2 separate regions of the Canis lupus genome follow, and region 1 is linked to region 2. A link is a contact called in public Hi-C data. All regions are on one chromosome and are shown on one strand. Each heading gives the region's core, a stretch centred on a gene start, on an enhancer-like site or on the middle of the called end of the contact. The rest is flanking DNA. Distances are from core to core; before and after follow the strand shown. Region 1 holds the start of LOC484590 (zinc finger protein 181). Region 2 has its middle 32 kb from the start of ZNF792.

Region 1 (7,024 bases), core at 3,434-5,933, 120 kb after region 2:
AAACCAGGCATGTATAACCCACTACATAGATGTTTTAAAAATAAATAATAACTTGTCCTCAAGTAGGCGGACTAGGCATCATCATTTGCTAATACATTTAATCCTAAATTCTCCTGGTAATTGGAGTGGCCAGTAGTGTTAATTGCTTTTGCCCCAAGAAAAATAAAACTTCGCCCATCTGTATGACAAATGAGTAGTTAGAACTTGGAAGCCAGGAGCCTAGGCTAAGCTCCCACACAGACAGGGAGATAGAGGTGCAGCGTCCTTCATATTTTCATTTCAAAGAGATGGCTCCAAAGCCTTAAGAAAGACTTTACTGCCCTGAAAAATTGGCAGAGCCTTATTTAGCTTTGAAAAAGATTCACAAGCATCTCAAAGGGACGGAGAACATGTTTACAGTTACAAGTTTTCCTCAAAGGAAATATTCTAATAAAAGGGGGAGGGGGTTCTTCCCTTTCGGCATCAGGGAAAATTCCTTTTTCCATTTGTATTTACTCTTACCCAGGTATTAAGGTTATGGTAGCCTTATATGAATTTCAAAGTTTCCCATCTTTTCCTACTTTCTGCAATGGTTTCAAATGATTGGTTTTTACAAATCCCACTTTGATAAATCAAATTTAAAAATCAGGGATCCCTGGGTGGCGCAGCAGTTTGGCGCCTGCCTTTGGCCCAGGGTGCAATCCTGGAGACCCGGGATCGAATCCCACATCAGGTTCCCGGTGCATGGAGCCTACTTCTCCCTCTGCCTGTGTCTCTGCCTCTCTCTCTGTGTGTGACTATCATAAATAAATAAATAAATAAATAAATAAATAAATAAATAAATAAATAAATAAAAAATAAAAAATAAAAAATAAAAAATAAAAAAAATAAAAATCAATACTAAGGGGTGCCTGGGTGGCTCAGTTGGCTAAGCATCCAACTCTTGACTTCAGCTCAGGTCATGATCTCAGATTGGTGAGATTGATCCCCACACACATCAGGCTGCACACCCAGTGGGGAGCCTGCTTGGGATTTGCTCTTGCCTTCTCCCTCTGCCCCTCCCCTCCCGTGCATGCATACTCTCTCTCTAAAATCAATCAATCAATCTTCTTTTAAAAATCAGTATTAAGTTAATGCATGACACTATATTTTACTCCACCAATGCAAAGATATTTCATATTTTCAGTTTTGAACACATATTGATGAACATCATTGTATTTTAAGTCTAAAAAAGAAAACTCATGTAATCTGATTAATAGATACCCTTTGTTCTTTACTTAGATCAGGGCTTCTTAACCTTGGCACTACTGACATTTTAAGTTAGTTAATTCTTTGTTGTGGGAGCTGTCCCTGTGCCTTGTAGAATGTGTAGTTAGTAGCATTCTTAGCCTCTACCCATTAGACACTAGTAGCCAATTCCGCCCTCCCCCTGCCCAGGGTGTGACAACCAAAAATGTCTCCAGACATTATCAAATGTCCCCTATGGATAGGGCTAAGAGGGACAAAATCACCCCTGTTTGAGAACCACCCCTTTAGAAAATGTTTCCAGTTCCCTAAAAGATTCTCTTTTTTTTCTTACTCTACCTATACGTAAGGTGTTCCTTCAGAGTTTAGTGTAACTTCACTTCTATCTCTGCCTCCCTGGTTCCATGGGCCACCAAAACCAGTTCCAGCCTTGCTTCCCCAGGGATGTGTCAACTCTTTCTTCCCCTTCAATGCGTGGGCAACCTGGGATGTTCATTCATCTTTGTCCCCAGAAGAATTTAGGATATTTGCCCCAGCACTTATCTTAATTTCTTATGCTTTCTTACTTTTCTACCAGCCCTGTACTGCTCAATAAAGTCACTCAGTAGCCACATTTGGCTATATAAGTTTAAATCAATAAAAATTTTAAAAGATTTAAAATTCAGTTCCTGGGTCACTTTAGTCATGGTTCAAGGACTCAAATCATATGGAGCTGGTGGCTACCATACTGGACAGCACACATAAAGAACACCTCCACCACTATAGAAAGATCTCTCAGTATTGCCCTACATCATAAAGTCCTACACGTCAGTGTACACTCAAACCCATGTATGATTCTTCCTAACAGGTACTTCATAAGGGTCTACAAAATGAATCAAGGGCATTTGGATAGCTCAGTCGGTTAAGCATCCAACTCCTGATTTTGGCTCAGGTCATGATTTCAGAGTCCTGGGATAGAGACCTGCTCAGGCTCCACACTCAGTGAGGAGGCTCCTTGAGATTCTCTCTCTTCCTCTCCCTTCCTCTCCTTCTGCCCCTTGCTGCCCCACTCTCACTCATGCTCTTTCTCTCTCTAAATTAAATAAATATATCTTTTAAAAAAATGAATCAATGAATGATTTTGGGAACTAGTTCACTTTAGTTTTTACTTAAAAAAAAAAAGTTTTTCAATTCTAGTTATGTAATATTCCCAGGAAACCAGACTCTGCCCAACATGCACATATGCCACTAGTGCCTTCTGTGCATGCTTCACCTTCCACCCCATGATTCTACCCACCATTTCTTCAAAGCTTATTCAGTCAACAACTATTTACTAAGCATCTGTTTTGTACCAGATACCACTCTGGGTACTGAAAACAGTCAACAAAAAAGAAAAAAAAAAATCCCTCCCAGAAGGAAAACATGAACAATGACAACTCTGTTTATTAAACAGAGTGTATTATCTAGTGAGTGATAATCACTGCGGAAAACAACAAAGTAGTGAGGAAGAGAAGGGATTGTTAGAAAAAGTTGACTGCAGGGAAGCTTTACTGAGAAAGTAACCACAGAGCAAAGATGTGAAGGAGGAAAGAATGCAAGCTTGTACCGATCTGGGGGAAGACTGTTCCAAGCAGAGGGTACAGCAATTTCCAAGGCCTGGTAGCAGTAGCCAGTGGCTAGAGCTCACAGGGAACAAGGGGACATGGAAGATGAGATCAGAGAGGTAAAATCCTAATTGCACAAAGCTTAAGTCACTGTAGAACTCTAACGTCTGAGTTAGAGCAAAGGAAGAATTTTATTTTATTTATTTTTTTAAAGATTTTATTTATTTATTTATTTATTCATGAGAGACACAGAGAGAGAGACAGGGGCAGAGACACAAGCAGAGGGAGAAGCAAGCAGGCTCCATGCAGGGAGCCCGATGTGGGACTCGATTCCAGGTCTCCAGGATCAGGCCCTGGGCTGAAGGCGGTGCTAAACCGCTGAGCCACCTGGGCTGCCCAAAGGAAGAATTTTAAGCTGAGGAACGACAGGATGGTGACAGTGGTGGTGGCTGTGACGGTGTAACCGTTGGTCGGATTCTGTGTATATCCTGTATGTTAGATCCAACTAGAGTGTCTGAATGTAAGTCATAAGAGAAAGGAAAGAATCGAAGAGGACTCCAAATAGCTCGTGACTTGAACAACTGAAAGGATTGATCTACCACTGACTGAGACCACAAAATGCCGCTTTGACAACCAGAAAGCAAATAACCCAAAATTCCAAACCTGAATTTTTGAATTGTAATAAAAACAACAATTTTGCTCAAACTTCTACAGAGACTTGGAGCAGAAAAATGGTAGAAGACAGGAGCAATGAGAGGAGACAGCACTTTGGAGCTCTTCTGGGGGCTGCATTCTTTGCTACAGTGAGAGGAATCATCCATTCGGTCCCTAAACGCATAGGAACCAGCAAGAGACGCAAAGCAAACATTCAAGAGTCCTGCTAAGGTGTTTCGGGAAGATCCGGGGGGGGGGACACCGACGACTTACCTGGAACATGACTTGTCAACACAGTCCTCCTTCCCAGGCTCTTGTCTTAAAGAAGAGTAGTGTCCTGAGAAGGCAGATCAAGAACACACACAAAAAGGAGCCATGAAAAGAAATGAGGCTTATCCTGCAGCGCTGGGACACATCTGCAAGGAAAAGCACACCGGGAATCACCTGCTAGGGCTGCATTCTCCCCCGGAACCAGCACATTCACCGCCGCACGTTCACCAGGTGCCAGCGGCGTGTGAAACCGACTACGACATTCTTTTTTTCTTTTCTTTTTTTTTTTTTTTTTTTTTGAGACAGACTCACAAAACAGCAGTAATAACGTTACGAGCTCGTCCGGTCTTCGCAACTACGCATGGCAGACATTCACAGACGCCGCGTTCCTTTCCTAAACGATGGGAACACACACTCGGCCAGTCTGTGGAAGGCTGCACCAAGGCAAGAGCGTCGCGCTCGAGACTGGATCGCCCAAGAACCACCGCGGACCGGGTTCTCTTTGGGTGCGCACGCCGCAAAGCGACACCCCTTTTACCGGGCGGACGGGCCCAGGGAGCCAAGGCCCTGCCGGGACCCACACTTGCCTCAGTCCCCGGCGGGCCCTCCCTGGCCCTGAAGCCCGGGCCCCGGGGATCCCGAGCCCGCCCCTCCGCGTACTTGACACGCGAGACCGCGGAGAGAGAGACCGCGCCCGCCGCCGTCGGGAGGACGGCGCTACCCGGGGGGAATTCCGCCGCCTGCCTGAGATTACCGCGAGGCGGACGGAGGTCGGAGCCCGCACCGGAGCGACATTTCCCAGCTCCCTCCGTCTCCGCGACCAGTTACCTGCGCCTCGCACGTCGCCCCGTAAAACCACACTTCCCAGAAGGCTGCGCGTTCGCGCGCGCTTTGGGCGACGGGAGAGGAAGGCGCATGCGCCTTCACGAGGACGCGCACGCCGAGCGTCAAGAGGACGGCAGGGCCGGCCTACGCTTGCTTCTTAGGTACAGGGGCGCCCAGGGCACGAAACTACACTTCCCAGAAAGTGATGCGGCCGCGAAGACCTTCCGGGTCGCGGGTCAGCTGGCGCGTACGCCCTCCTGCGGGGCCGTGGGCCGTCCCCGGGTGGGCGTGCTCCAGCCGAAGGTCTCGGTGCTGCGCCCTGGGCCGCTCCTCGGCAGCTCTTGGGGGCCTTGGGCGTTTGACGCCCGCCTGCCCGGGACTGTGGTCCCTAAAACGCCCTGTGTCCTGGCTGTCATGGCAACAGTTGTCAGCGGACAAACGACACTCCCTGGACATTCGTGCGGCCGCGTCACGGCTGTTGACTGCCGCCGTCTGGTGTACAGGTCTCAGCAGTGGCGGCCTCAGGTAAGTGCTTTAAGGGAAAAGGCTTTACCTGCCCCCGTAACCCGCGGGGCCTGCCCCACTTCGGTCCCCAGAAGCGCGTCCTCGCGCCCCTCCCCCAAGCCCCACCCAGACGCGCCCTGGACGTACTTGGACGGAGACCAAAGCGGCCTGCTGCAGGTGTATATTGGGGTTGTCTCCTTTACTTTTTTTTTTTATTTAATTTTACATATAATTAATCATTTCATTTTAATTTTGCTTATTTTGGAATTATACTATGTGAATTTTCTTGTATATGTCAAGTGCTTAGGTGCGTTAAGATCCACTAGACAGTGCTTCCACCTTGGCAAATCTCTCGCGGCCGTGGTATTGAACTCCTGGAGCAAGAGTAGTCTGCAAATGCAAAGCGTATTCCCATCCACGCCTTCATTGTGCAATGACAAATTGTTGTCGAAAATTGTGCCAATTTGCCCTCGTACCATAGTTTATAGTTGTTGTTTTTTAAGATTTTATTTATTTATTCATGAGAGACACAGAGAGAAAGAGGCAGAGACACAGGCAGAGGGAGAAGCAGGCTCCATGCAGGGAGTCCGACCTGGGACTCGATCCTGGGACTCCGGGGTCACGCCCTGGGCTGAAGGCAGGCGCTCAACCGCTGAGCCACCCGGGATGCCGAGTTCATAGTTATTTTGGTTGCCAGTTATTACTTGATTTTGTGATATTTTCAAATTTTGCCAATCTGCTAAATGTGAAATCGTGGCTCAGTGTGGCTTAAATTTGCAGTTCTTTTGTGGTTAAATAAGATTGAGAATCTTTCCATGTGTCTTTTGGCTTTGATAATTCCTTCTCTGAGAATTGCATATCTTTTGGTCACTGTTCTTTTAGAGCAAAGGCCTTTTTGATGTTAAAATGCAAGCTATAAGAAAAATGCAAGATTTTAAAGGAGTGTAGAGACTAGGACATTAGGGCAGCCCCGGTGGCTCAGTGGTATTTTTCATTTATTTCTGTTCTAATCTTTATTATTTCTTTCCTTCTACTGGCTTTGGGCCTTGCTTGTTCTTTTTCTAGTTCTACTTTAGATGTAAGATTAGATTATTTGAGATTTTTCTTGTGTCTTGAGATATGCCTATATTATTTAATCTTCTCTCTTAGAACAACTTTTGCTGTGTCCCAAAGATTTGAGACTATTGTGTTTTTGTTTTCATTTGTCTCCATGTATTTTTTAATTTCCTCTTTGATTTTTTGATCGACTCATTCATTGTTTAGTAGCATGTTACTTAACCTCCAGGTACATACCAAAAATTCCAGGGGGGTTTTTTATGGTTGATTACTAGTTTCATACTTTTGTGGTCAGAAAAGATGTATGATATGATTTCAGTCCTTTTGAATGTACTGAGACTTATTTTGTGGCCTAACGTGTGATCTGTTTTGGAGAATGTTCCATGGGACTTGTAAAGATCATATATTCCACTGTTTTTTGGATGGAATGTTCTGAATATATTTGTTTAGGTCCATCCAGTCCAATATGTCATTCAAAGTAAGTGTGGTAGTAAAGTCCCCTACTTTTATTCCTTTTTTTTTTTTTTTTTTTTTTTTAAGATTTTGTTTGTTTATTCATGAGAGAGAGAGAGGCAGGCTCCATGCAGGGAGCCGGATGCGGGACTCAATCCTGGGACTCCAGGATCACACCCTGGGCCAATGGCAGATTCTTGACGGCTGAGCCACCCAGGCATCCTATTATCAATTTATTCCTTTACGTCTGTTAGTAGTTGCATTATGTACTTCAGTGGTCTTATGTTGGGTGTGTAAATATTTACAATTGTTATATCTTCTTGTTGGATTGTTCCCTTTATCAATACGTAGCATGTCCTTCTTCATCTCTTGATACAGCCTTTGTTTTAAAGTCTATTTTATCTGATAGAAATATTGCTACTCCTGCTTTCTTTTTGCTTCCATTTACATGGTCA
Region 2 (6,838 bases), core at 2,079-4,578:
AGAGAGAGAGAGAGGGAGAGGCAGAGACACAGGCAGAGGGAGAGAGGGAGAAGCAGGCTCCATACAGGGAGCCTGATGCGGGACTCGATTCCGGGTCTCCAAGATCAGGCCCTGGACTGAAGGTAGCACTAAACCGCTGAGCCACCGGGGCTGCCGAATATTCATATATAATTTAATATTTTCCTGAATACCACCATCCATAACTGTGTACGTAGTTTAAAACTACTTCATACATTTTTTTTCTTGTGACTGATCTTTTATAAACATATTTTGGTTAGTTGCATAATATTCCATCACATGAATGTAGACTGAGGTACTTAACCTTTATACAATATTGAACTCTAATTTTGTGCAAGATCATTCCCAACTATTAAAGTCTTGCTTGCACACTAACGGTTTTAAATATTTTTATTATATATACCACCTTTGTTAACTGAATAAGTCACGATGTTTCTCTACAGAAAAATACACATAAAAACTATAACTCTGTATGCAATTATAAGTGGTTTGTGGTCACTTGGAAGCCCTAGTTAGTCTTCAGTTTAATAATTTGTTTAAAAAAAAAAAGAATTTGTTTTTAACAACTTAAGTTTATTTCTATTGCTACTGAACTCTAAAAGGAATGACCCAGCATCACCAAATGAACAGTTAATACTTCCTGAGCACTCATTATGTTCAGACCTGGTTTTAAGAGACATTACATACACTAATACTTCTTATCCTTATTTTATCCCTATGAAGCAAAAACTATTGCTACCCCCATTTAAAAAATTAGAAAAAGGAGTGTGCAGAGTAAGGAAATAGTCAACAAAACCAAAAGGCAACCTACAGAATAGGAGAAGATATTTGCAAATGACACATCAGATAGGGGCTTGTATCGAAAAATCTATAAAGAACTACTCAAACTCCACACCAAAAGAACAAATAATCCAGTCAAGTAGTGGGCAGAAGACATGAACAGGCATTTCTCCAAAGAAGACCTACACAAGGCCAACAGACTCATGAAAAAAATGTTCATCACTTGACATCTGGGAAATACAAATCAAAACCACAATGAGATACCACCTCACACCAGTCAGAACTGCTAAAATCAACAAGTCAGAAAACAGATGCTGGTGAGGATGCAGAGAAAGGAACCCTCGTTCCACGCATGGGAATGCAAGCTGGTGCAGCCACTCTGGAAAACAGTATAGAGGCTCTTCAAAAAGTTGAAAATAGAGCTACCCCTACCACCAAGCAATTGTACTACTAGGTATTTACTCCCAAAGACACAAATGTAGTGATCCAAAGGGGCACCTGCACCCCATGCTTATAGCAGAAATGTCCACATAACTAAATTATGGAAAGAGCTCAGAAGTCCATTGGCAGATGAATGGTTAAAGAAGATATATATACACAATGGACTACTACTCAGCCAAAAAATATGAAATCTTGCCATTTGCAACAATGTGGATGGACTAGAGGGTATTATACTATATGAAACAAATCAATCAGAGAAAAACTATTATCATATGATCTCACTCATATGTGGAATTTAAGAAACAGGATCATGGGGGAAGAGGAAAAAATAAAATAAGACAAAATCAGAGAGGGAGACAAACTATAAGAGACTCTTAATCACAGGAAACAAACGGAGTGCCACTGGTGGGGAGGCGGATGGGGGGACAAGGTAATTGGCTGATGAACATTAAAGGAAGGCATGGGATGTAATGAGCACTGGGTGTCATGTAAGACTAATGAATCACTGACCTCTGCCTCTGAAACCAATAGTACATTATATGTTAATTGAATTTAACTAAAATTTAAAATAAAATTAAAAAGGGAATGTGCAGAGTATGCAGATTGTAAACATTTAGTAGTGGCAAAGCCCGAATTGAAAGCCAGATATTTAAGACTCAGAACTCCTATTCTTCAACAGCAGTGTGGTAATACTGCCCCTCACTGTTCAACGACATGTGTAAACAAACTCTGCTGTCAAATCTGAAACAAGGGCTAACAAATAACATGAAATTTAAAAATTAAAATAGAGGTCAGCCCTGGTGGCGCAGCGGTTTAGCGCCACCTGCAGCCCAGGTTGTGATTCTAGAGACCCGGGATAGAGTCCCACGTCGGGCTTCCTGCGTGGAGCCTGCTTCTCCCTCTGCCTGTGTCTCTGCCTCTCTCTCGCTCTCTCTGAATGAATAAATAAATAAATCATAAATGAATAAATAAATATATATATATATATTAAAAATTAAAATAGAAAAATTGAGTACAGGACACAGACCTATCGACATGTTCAAACCTACAGTCTCGTTCCCACTTCTAAAAGCTTCCCGTAGAAGACGACTGTTATATGCCACCGAAATTATTACGCCAATGCCTATCCTGCTAAACCTGACAATGAAGCCTCAGGAGAAGGTGAATTATCTAGTATAGTAGCATCCAGTACGCCAACCCAGTATCAACGCTCATCTTTTTACTCCATCAAAGGCTAAAATACAGCCCCAAGAACAAACATCAGGAGTTGTGTTCCCACAACACATTATCGAAATTCTTAGAAAAGGGATCACAGAATAAGATTTAAATGATTTGTAATCAGCAGTGAGAAATAACAACTAAAACGGTAATGAGAATACTGGGTAGAAAAGGGGGGGTGATGAGAGGGACTCCATCTGTAAGGACCCCATCATTCCCTGGAAAGAAGATGCAGAGTAGGTCACAGTTGCGTGGAGTACTCTGTGCAAAGGAAAACACACGTCCTCCTGAAACAATTCAGTGAACGAAAAGGAAACACCAAGACCCGCCTAAATCTTAACTTTTAGATATGCAACTTTTAGATATTTCTCGTCTTCTGGGTTTTTCTTTTGGAGACCACCACAATCGGAGAGGAGACCTGTGCGGCGACAGCTGTCCTTTGTGTTTTGGGGTTCGGAGTGACTCAGAAAACCACGCTGCAGGGCTCAGCGCCGCCTTCGGCCCGGGGCGTGATCCTGGGGTCCCGGGATCGAGTCCCACGTCGGGCTCCCTGCGTGGAGCCTGCTTCTCCCTCTGCCTGTGTCTCAGCCTCTCTGGGTGTGTCTCTCATGAGTAAATAAATAAAATATTTAAAAAAAAGAAAACACCGTGCAGGCCAGATCCACCGCGACCGCAGCCCCCACGCAGAGGGAAGGGAGAGCAAGGCGGGTGTCTGCGGTCCGCGCTCTGGGGCGGCCGCGCTTCCCAAAGTTGTGAAGGGCGCCCCACCCCCACCCCGAGGTTCCCCACCGGGGTGCGCTCTCGCGGGAAGGTCACGCCGGGGCTGTCCCAGCCTGTCCTCTCGCGAGCTTCTCTGGGAGGAACTCGAGGCTCTAAAGGCCCGTCCCCAGGTCAGTTCCCGGCCTTCCCGCTCGGAAGCTCCCGTTCAAAGGCTCCACTCCCGACCTCCTCCCCCCGGGACCGTCAGTCTCGGGCAGGCCGGCTGGCTGCGCGGGGAAAGGCGCAGGACCGCGCAGGAGCTCGCAGAGGCAGTCGGCCACCCGCGTCGCCCCCGCAGCCCCCTCGCCCGGGCCGCACCATCACCGCCCCGCATCCCCGCTGCGCCCGCGCACGCGCGCGTCCCCGCCCACGCCCCGCACTCACTGCCTTCCTCCGCCGGAGCCCGCGCCGCCCCGTGGGCGGGCCTGAGGCCGCAGAGTTCTCCCCTGGAGGCTGACGGGGGACCGACTCCTCCGGCTTCCAGGTCCGCAGCCGCGCACAATCACGAGAAACAGGCTGGGAAAGGCAGAGGTCCCCGTTGCCCCGGTGGCCTTTGGGAAATGTAGTCCCAAGGCTGAGTCGGCCTCGTCGCAGTTTCCTGTGGGAAATGTAGTCTAGGGCTGTAAAACCGTAGAACCTACGCGGCCCACCGACCGCCCCTTCCGCGCCCGGAGACTTCTGGGAGTTCCCGTCGGGCCTGGGATTACGCAGGCGCAGGCGTGGCTGAAGGGACGCCCCGACCCGCTTCCGCCCGCTTTAGGGCTGGGCGAGTGTGATGGGGCGCGAGGCGAGTGAGTACCTGACCCTACCGGGCGAGGCGGGCTTGGGGGCCTCTGAAGCCCCAGAACAGGGAGCCAACCCGGGGGGCACTGACCGAAGCAGCCGTCCCCAGGCCACAGTAGTGACATTTCTCGGTTGTGTTACTACTTTCACATAAAAATAGGGGGAAATAGGTATTTGGAAGTATTTCTGTAGGGTTTCGTTTTCTATTACAGAAATGTCATTAGGTAGAGCTAATAGTGGCAACTAATAATAGGAAGACAAACACGTTTGAGGAAAATGTTTCCATCCTCTGACACGGCAGCTTCTTACGAGATGTTTAAATTGTGTACGTTCAAAAAATAAAAAAATATAAAATAAAATAAATTGTGTACGTTCTATTACTGTGTGTTAAGATACGTGAACGCAAGAACCTTAAAAAGGAGAATGTAAGTACTGAAGGACTAATTAAACATACATATATTTTTTTTAGTTAAAATATTTTTACAAAAAGAGAAAGAAAACTGATAGTTATACTGACTTACAATTGTTCTGTTTCCTTTTTTTAAAAAGTGACATGAAACACAAGTAAAAATATAAACATATATTTTAAAGAAATGTTTCTGTGTCATACATCAGGATATTTCTACTCTTTCTTCTTCCTCTTCCAATAATTCTTGTCTGAACGATCTGTAGGCTTTGTGACATTCCTATCTTATCTTTTTTTATTTCTTTTTTTTCTTTTTTAACGTAGTGGTGAACCTGAATACAGTCAAAATTCACTTCGACTTGCAGATCTGGTCATTTTTTAAGATTTATTTATTTAGGGGCAGCTGAGTGGGTCAATGGTTGAGTATCTGCCTTCCGCCTGGGGTGTGATCCTGGAGTCCTGGGATCGAGTCCCGTGTCCAGCTTCTTGCATGGAGCCTGCTTCTCCCTGTACCTGTCTCTGTGTATGTGTGTGTGTGTGTGTGTGTGTGTGTGTGTGTCTCATGAATAAAGAAATAAAATCTTTTTTTAAAAAAAGTCAGATCTGCTCTTCTCTCTCTTAAAAAAAAAGATTTATTTCGTTTAAGTATTTTATTTATTTATTTATTTATTTATTTATTTATTTATTTATTTATTCATTCATGATAGAGAGAGAGAGGCAGAGACACAGGCAGAGGGAGAAGCAGCCTCCATGCGGGGAGCCTGACGTGGGACTTGATCCCGGGTCTCCAGCATCATGCCCTGGGCCAAAGGCAGGCGCTAAACCGCTGAGCCACCCAGGGATCCCCGATTTATTTATTTTTTTGAGAGAGAGAATGAGCGGGGAAGGGGTAGAGGGAGAGGAAAAGAATCTCAAGCCGACTCCCCTTTAAGCCCATTGCTGAACTGGATCTCACTACCCTGAGATCATGACCTGAGCTGAAATCAAGAATTGGACGCTTAACTGACTGAGCCCCCCAGGTACCCTTACATCTGCCATTTTTAAACACTTTGAAACACATTGGATGTCATCATAAGTTATACCTTTTTCTCAGGGAAAATGGCATTAAATCACAGAGGCAATATCAACTTGTGAAACTGGTTTCCACACAAGCAGCATCATGCATTCTTCATCCACTTAGTGAACACTGGCTGGGGTAGGCCCAGTCTGTTCTAATCTTGGGGATAGAGTGGTGAAGGGTAGCTCATGTTCCAGGGCTAAAGGCAGATCCACAAAAAGGAACTAAATGAGGAAGATGATATTAGTTCAACCAAATAGAAGTAAAGAGATTAAAGAGATTTGGGGTAACTTACATGGGATAACTGGGCAAGATGTCTTTAGGATGGGATGCTAGTACAAGGCAGGGCTGAAGTGAAGGAGCCAAATGGAAATAAATAAATAGAAAGGAAAGGTCCTGACAATGATCATGGCTATAATGAATGTCAACAGGACTACATGTTAGAGAGTAAGAGTGTCCACAGGACACGCTAGAAAAGAACCCAGGTCCTATTGCATGTTTACACCCTAAGGGACACAACACTCCTACACACTATCATTACTGAGTATTCTAAAAGGCTCCCTTTTCAAATGTAAATAAATGACTTATAATAAATGTAGATTCCCTGTCAATAGAAAACCATCTACACTTGCCATGAACAAATGGCAACTACAAAGATAAATCCAGTGAACTTCCAGACTGCCCAGGGGCCCTTGTGCTCTAGCAGGGAAGCAACAATGCTAAAGATGCTGCTCTCCCCACCTATGTTCTTGGGGGTTTTCCCTATTCTCCCAGTCCAAGAAGGCTCCAGGATTGTCCCAAAGATGAGCCCTCAGAAAAGCTGTCTCCTTGAAAAAGCATGCGGAGCCTTGCTCCCTGGGATTGGGATGCCCTGGGCACAGGGGACGCACATCACACACATGTTTTCATCAGGTCCCCACAACCCAGAAAGACTTGTCATGATTTCCTTGCTAGACCAAAGGAAATGGCATCTAAAGGCAGTGAGGGGATTTACTTAAGGTTAGAATAAATAAATAAATAGAAACCCTTCCATAAACCCCCTAGATTCAGGCCCCTGGGCAGAAGTGATGGGATTCTTCCAGGATCTCCAAACCCACTAAGTGTTTTCGATTGCCCTGTTTCTTATCTTCTGCTTTATTTGGACCAAACTCTAGTCAGGCTTCTCCTCTCCCCTTTGTTTTGAGATAGGGAAGCTAAAGGAACTCTGTTCTAGAAAGGATCAACCTCTGCTATTTTTTCTATTAGGCCCCAGTTACTCATGTTCCATATTTTGCCTCTGAATAAGCCAAAGAAGCTATGTTCCCACTTCAAGGAGGAAGAAAGCCATTCTCTGAGTTTTGTCCTAGGCGCCAAACACCTAATAACATCTAAGAAGA

What was found. Hi-C and Micro-C count contacts between places; a contact is called where the count stands out from the background.
Region 1: a contact with region 2 is called in a Hi-C map of blood, with 5 times the contacts expected there. The contact joins the promoter of LOC484590 here to the enhancer-like site in region 2. A contact is called at or near these places in 3 of 9 Hi-C or Micro-C datasets (amygdala and blood).

The regions. Positions count from the first base shown.
Region 1 is chr1:118,572,121-118,579,144 of UU_Cfam_GSD_1.0, forward strand. It overlaps LOC484590 (zinc finger protein 181), which reads right to left and starts at 4,684. Exons shown (of 5, transcript XM_038529394.1): 1 at 4,560-4,684; 2 at 3,735-3,877. The coding sequence starts at 3,743. It overlaps LOC119875931, which reads left to right and starts at 3,837. Exons shown (of 4, transcript XM_038525565.1): 1 at 3,837-3,962; 2 at 4,038-5,081. The coding sequence starts at 3,837.
Region 2 is chr1:118,453,128-118,459,965 of UU_Cfam_GSD_1.0, forward strand. No RefSeq gene overlaps it. Among named protein-coding and RNA genes, the nearest start is that of ZNF792, 32 kb to the left of the region's middle. Within about 2 kb of position 3,329, at least 17 of the 20 cell types and tissues checked have an H3K27ac peak or open chromatin away from gene starts, as enhancers often do. A contact at or near this core is called in blood, where this site is marked.